Regions from separate parts of the Xenopus laevis genome. Here region 2 is linked to region 1. A link is a contact called in public Hi-C data. All regions are on one chromosome and are shown on one strand. Each heading gives the region's core, a stretch centred on a gene start, on an enhancer-like site or on the middle of the called end of the contact. The rest is flanking DNA. Distances are from core to core; before and after follow the strand shown.

What was found. A called contact is a pair of places that touch in the nucleus more often than the background predicts.
Region 2: a Hi-C map of the XL177 cell line shows a contact between it and region 1, with 4 times the contacts expected there. The contact joins the enhancer-like site here to the promoter of cuzd1.2.L in region 1. A contact is called at or near these places in 2 of 4 Hi-C or Micro-C datasets (the XL177 cell line and the XTC cell line).

What each region holds. Positions count from the first base shown.
Region 1 is chr7L:13,462,688-13,465,606 of Xenopus_laevis_v10.1, forward strand. cuzd1.2.L (deleted in malignant brain tumors 1 protein-like) reads right to left here and starts at 1,322. Exons shown (of 26, transcript XM_041570038.1): 1 at 1,160-1,322. The coding sequence starts at 1,226.
Region 2 is chr7L:13,602,534-13,605,614 of Xenopus_laevis_v10.1, forward strand. tacc2.L reads right to left here. Exons shown (of 23, transcript XM_041570253.1): 16 at 1,325-1,543. Among protein-coding and RNA genes, the nearest start is that of plekha1.L, 38 kb to the left of the region's middle. Within about 2 kb of position 1,623, at least 1 of the 7 cell types and tissues checked has an H3K27ac peak or open chromatin away from gene starts, as enhancers often do.

The DNA of each region.
Region 1 (2,919 bases), core at 72-2,571:
AGCTGTTACATTGTTTTTTCTTTATGAGTTCTAGTGTATTAGTTGCCCTGTTATATACAATCACTCAGTGGAGACAAACTGAATGGCAAGGGCAACAGAAAAAGAAGAGCCATGGAGAGGCGGAAAGAACTAGGATAAAAGGTCTTGAAAATAGGGGCATATTATCTAAAAGCAGAAGTGGAACTTACAGAGAGAAGAGAAAAAAGGAGGAGAGAAGAAGAGGACATGAGGAAGAAGAAAGCTAGCTGAAAAAGCAAGAGGATACAGTAGTTAATGGTAATGGGAGAAAAGGGAAAGTTATATGGGGGAAGCTCAATGGGAGAGGAGCAAGGTTGGGTGGGAGAAAGACGACTGAAGTGAAGAGTAAAAGAGGAGGAAGGGGAAGCTGGGATACGCCTGATTCTTTCATTTTATTTGAATTTTTGCATTCATATTTTTTCATCTGTTACTTCCCCATCTTGTATTGTAGGATTTAGACATTAAAGGGGAGCAGGAAAAAAAACTATATTTATTTAGCAATTATATTTATTTTCCCTTATATAGACAGCAGTGTCCGAGGGTACCACTAATTGTCTGTGCAGAACATTCCTTCTCTGCATTTCTTCATTTATGGTCAACAATGTCATAGCGACAACTATTCATGGCTGTGCTTTCTCCTTGGATGGGGCACACAGTATAGCTGCAGCCACACACTTAAACACATGAAGGCAGAAGACAACGATTACCTAAGGATAAGATACTGTTTGGACCCAATACTCTATACATAAAATTCAATTACATTCTAACTAAAAATAGAGTACTGTATATTAAAACTTATAAAGTGAATTCAAATTGTTAACAGTCGGAGCTGACTCATACGACCTGTCCAGTTTCATAGACGCTTCCAAATTAAATAAAGGCATCAAATTATAATAAATTCATTTAAGCAGATATAAACATAGCTGTTGTCATCACAATATTAATCTTGATGTAATAGAACTCCCTGGAGGACCTTTGTTGGAGAACCTTAAACAGTTCTTATAATGACAAGGGTTCCAGAACGTTTCTGATGTCTAGTCGTTTGGGTTCCACCAACCGCTGCACCAAGTAAATAGGTATATTTTATAATGTTGTGAGTAGTTACATTGCAGTTGAGATGTTCAATCAGTGGACTACTCACCTGTCTCTGAGAGAAGAGGATAAGTAAGTAGCAGAACACAGAGGGTTTGGATCCAGGTTGGCATCATGATGGTTCTTGAATATACTGTAAGTTGGAATTGGATCTCACTCTTTATAAAGGTCTCTCCCCTTGATAACCTTCATGGAATCGGGAAGCTGGCAACTTGCAGCCACTGAGCAATATCCTTTGCATGCAGTTGTTTTATTAAGTGCCATGACAAAGAAAACAAACATACCGGGCACTTAGCTGCTGCCAGATAGATCAGATGTCTATGGGGGCTGACCTTTTCATTATAAATTGCTTGCTGAAGACAAACATTTTAAATGTGGAAACACATTTTTTTGTAATGAACCTTTCAACCCAAATTGGTATTCATTGTTGTATGTTAGTTTTTGGGAATCAGAAACTCATTGGATAGTTAAAGAGAAGACCATTCCAACCAAGGGCCCTTGTTCTGATTTTATGGACCCTTCACTGATTCCCAGGACGTGGGTGTGACACGTTGATAATGTCACCATCCACCTGGTTTATATTGGATCTCATCTCGCTCTAGCAAACTATAGTTTGCTTGGGGCCCTTGCTTATTACTCTAAAGCAGGTGTCCCCAACCTTTTTTACCTGTGAGCCACATTTAAATGTCAAAAAAGTTGGAGAGCAACATAATAATGCAAAGAAGTTCAGACAGGTGCAAAATATGAGATGTGATTGACAATTGGTAGCCCCTATGTGGACTGGCAGCCTACAGGAGGCTCTGTTTGGTAGTACATCTGGTTTTTGTGGAACTAAAACTTGCCTCCAAGTCTGGAAGTCAAAAATAAGCAGCTGCTTTGAGGCCACTGGGAGCAACATCCAAGGGGTCAGAGGGTAGTATGTTACTCACAAGCCACTGGTTAGGGGATCACTGCTCTAAAGTATGGAGGCATTGACAAATGGGACAAAAGGGGATGTGCTGTACTCACATTGTTGGATGGCGTTAGGGTGACATTTCACGTAGGAAATGAGAAACAATAAGATAAACGTATTTATTATGTGAGGGCTTGAGGGGATTGGGCCATGGTGTTACATCATTTTGCCCAATGCCCTGGTGTGTAGAAGCATCTATATAACATTTCTTCCTTGTTGGATCCATAAGTGGACACAAAGCAGAAGCAGATAATGGTCTCCAACTCATTTCCTAACTGTGTATATTTTAGATTTATCTGGAGGTAAAGAGGTGGTATCTTTTCCAAGACGTGGTGTTGAGTTTTGTCAGGGTTCCAAAAAAAAACAAAAAAACTATGGGTTTTTGAGGAGGAAGGAGATCTAAACCAAGACCATCAAAACCATAGGGTCATCATTTATCAGTTTAAGGCACCTAAAGAATAACTGCTAATAAGGCAGGCACTGGCAGTTTCATGAAAACATCTCTAAAACCTTAGTGCCTCTGCTTCTTATTTTTAATAAGCATGGTACTAAAAATGTACCACCTGTGTTTTATTAGCAGTGCCTCGTAGACTTCTTAAGGTCAATATCTGACCAAAAGGATCCAATAGCTGGCCATACACAAGTCTATATTGCCTACTAACTCAACTACTAATTACAGTTTCTACAGGTTATTTGCCAAGACTTCTACCTCCCCACTAATAAATGGTGGGGATCATGCCTATATGTATAGTTTGAAAGTTCTTACGTAAGCACTGTATCATCTGGGGGTCCTAATGGGAATCGGTCAAATCGGACTTACCATCTGGATGGCCTGATAAAATAAAAATCTTCTCATT
Region 2 (3,081 bases), core at 373-2,872, 140 kb after region 1:
GCAGTGAGTACACCAACAACTCTTATGCCCGATTCCAGACATAAGGAATAGTAAGGCATTAAAGGGGATGTAAAGGTATAAAATAACATCCTGCTTTTACTTTCTTTAATGAAAAAGAAACCTATTTCCAATATACTTTAATTAAAAAATGCGTACTGATTTTATAAGAAACCTGACTGTATGTAGTGAAATTCCCCCTTCGGTTTACTGTGGATTGGAAACTTCAGACGGTCCCTAACTGCTCTGCAAGGGAAATGATCATACTTTGAAACAGCAGGGGGAAGCCCCCCCCACCTTAATTCCAAGAACTCAAGCAGCTTTGTTTGTTTCCATATAAAGCAGCCGGCGACTGTGTAGAGATTTGTATCCGCAGACCCAGTGCAGTCTGTATATTCTAATTATTAATCAGTCTTGTTATATCGGCTTCTATGGCAGATATTATTAGGCTGTTTTGATAATTTATGATGATCCCTAAGCTTAAAGGGGATGTAAAGGCAAAAAAATAAAATCCCATTAATACTTTCTATAATGAAAAAGATATCTATCTCCAATTTACATTAATTAAAAAATGTGCACCGTTTATATAAGAAACCTGACTGTATGCAGTGAAATTCCCCGTTCGTTTTACTTGCTCTGACAGCTGCAGTTAGGAAACTTCAGACGGTCCCTAACTGCTGTGCAGGGAAACGACCATACTTACAAACAACACCCACCTTACTTCCCAGAACTCGAGCAGCTTTGTTTGTTTCCCTGTAACAACTGTGTAGATTTGTATCCACAGACCCAGTGCAGTCTGTATATTCTAATTATTAATTATAAGTATCGGCTTCTGGCAGATATTATTTAACTTGTGCTGTTTTGATAATTTACGACGACCCCTAAGCTTAACCTCCCAACTGAAGCCCAGACCACACTGAGCATGTGCTTAGTCTTGGTATTGCAAAGATGTTTAACAAAGTTACAAGATGACAGCCCCCTCCGCCAACTTTAAAAGCATAAATCATTTGTTTAATTGGGCTTCTGGTACAGTAAGTTCATGTTTATAATTAGCAAACAAAATACAGCATTCCTAACATTATTCTATTTTAGACTTTAGTTGCCCTTTAACCTCCCAACTGAAGCCCAGACCACACTAAGCAAGTGCACAGTCTTGGTCTTGCAAAGATGTTTACAAGATGGTGACCCCCTGACGCCAACTTTGAAAGCATAAATCATTTGTTTAATTAGTAAAGCATAAAAAACAATTTGTTTAATTAGTAAAGCATAAAAAATGCAGCTTTTGTAGCATTATTCCATTTTACACTTTAGTTTCCCTTTAAGTTACCTCTTCCCTGGCAATCTGGAGAGCAGTGTCGACGTCGGACTGCTGGTAAGGATGCAAGAGGGCACTGCTCCCAGTCTCCATGGCCACAGTGTGGGAGTAGAGAGAGTTGTGAGAAAGGCCGACATCCGTAGGGTCAATTCCCTCACACTGCAAGCGAGATGAGAGTGAGACACCGTTACTATCCCGACAAACCAGCTCTGAAGGTTCCCAAAGCAGGAGCTACAGTATAAGGAGGAGAAGTGCAGACGTCAGGCAGGTAAAAACAGGTTCCGTCCAGTTAGAGGGCACAGCACACACACACCATGCTGGGAGGCCTCACCTATTTAATAGGCTGTATCATGGCAAGATCACATGCTTCAACTCCATAGCAAGTAGAGCTCTGTAATTTAAAGGTCATACTGACCTCTTGGCAATAAATCAGACTTATCAGATGCAACCCTATTCTGTGTGTACACGTGTTACTGCCTGAAGCACTAGTATTCTTATGGGCCATTGCATGGGTGATTGTCATGTGGATCTTGGCAGCAAAAACACATAAAAAACACATTGTTCAAGGGGGATTGGTCTGTGCAACTGTAGTCATATGCTGCCCATTGGCACTGAATGGGCATTTTAAACATGGCTTAAAACAATGCCGTACCTGTGCCATAGACCTTCAGTTTGCCCCATCTGCATTACACCAGCATTAAAGAACAGAAGAAACAGCAAATACAATTTTAAGGGGTGGTTCACCTTTAAGATAGCTTTTAGTATGTTATAGAATTGCCAATTCTGAGCAACTTTTCAATTGGTCTTCATTATTTTATTTTTTATAGTTTTTGAGTTATTTTTCTTCTTCTTCTGACTCGTTCCAGCTTTCAAATGGGGGTCAGTGACCCCATCTAAAATACAAATGCTCTGTAAAGCTGGCCATAGGCGCAAAGATCTGATCGTAGCGAATTGAGGATTCGTACGATTTTCGGACCGTGTGTGGAGAGTCCCGACATTTGCGGAGATCGGTCGTTTGGTCGATCAGACAGGTTAAAAGATTTCTGTCGGCTGCTGATAATATCTCTGCGTGTATTGCCGATCGTAGGATTTTCAGAGGGAGACTGTCACTAGTTTTGGTCGGACATAACTTTCATACTGAAATTGCAAACTGGAGAGCTGCTGAATAAAAAGCTAAATAACTCAAAAACCTAGAGAACCAGCACCATCTTCACCCAGATGCTGCAACATTGTCTAAGTGCCTGCCTTTCTTTCATGTTTCATTTAAAGGAGAAGGAAAGGTTAAAACTAAGTAAGCTTTATCAGAAAGGTCTATATAAATATACCAATAAACCCTCAAAGTAATGCTCCTCTGTCAAAAGAAACACAGCATTTCTTTCCTTCTATTGTGTACACATGGGCTTCTGTATCAGACTTCCTGTTTTCAGTTTAAACCTCCAGGGCTAGGGCTTGAGCATGCTCAGTTTGCTCCTCTCCCCCTCCCTGATGTAATCTGAACTCAGAGCTGTGAGTGAGACTCAGACAGGAAGTGATGTCACACCAAGCTAATATGGCAGCTGCTATCCTAAACAAACCGAGGCAGCATTTAGAGCTGTTTACTCTGGTTCGATAAAGCATTCTGCAGAATAAATTTAGAGTTCTAGCTTGCATTAATGTGGCTAATCTATTGGCAATAAACTGCCTCAGTAGCTTTCCTTCTTCTTTAAAAGGGTGGTTCACCTTCAAACAACGAGTTGTTTTCCGACAGATCACCAGAAATAATGACTTTT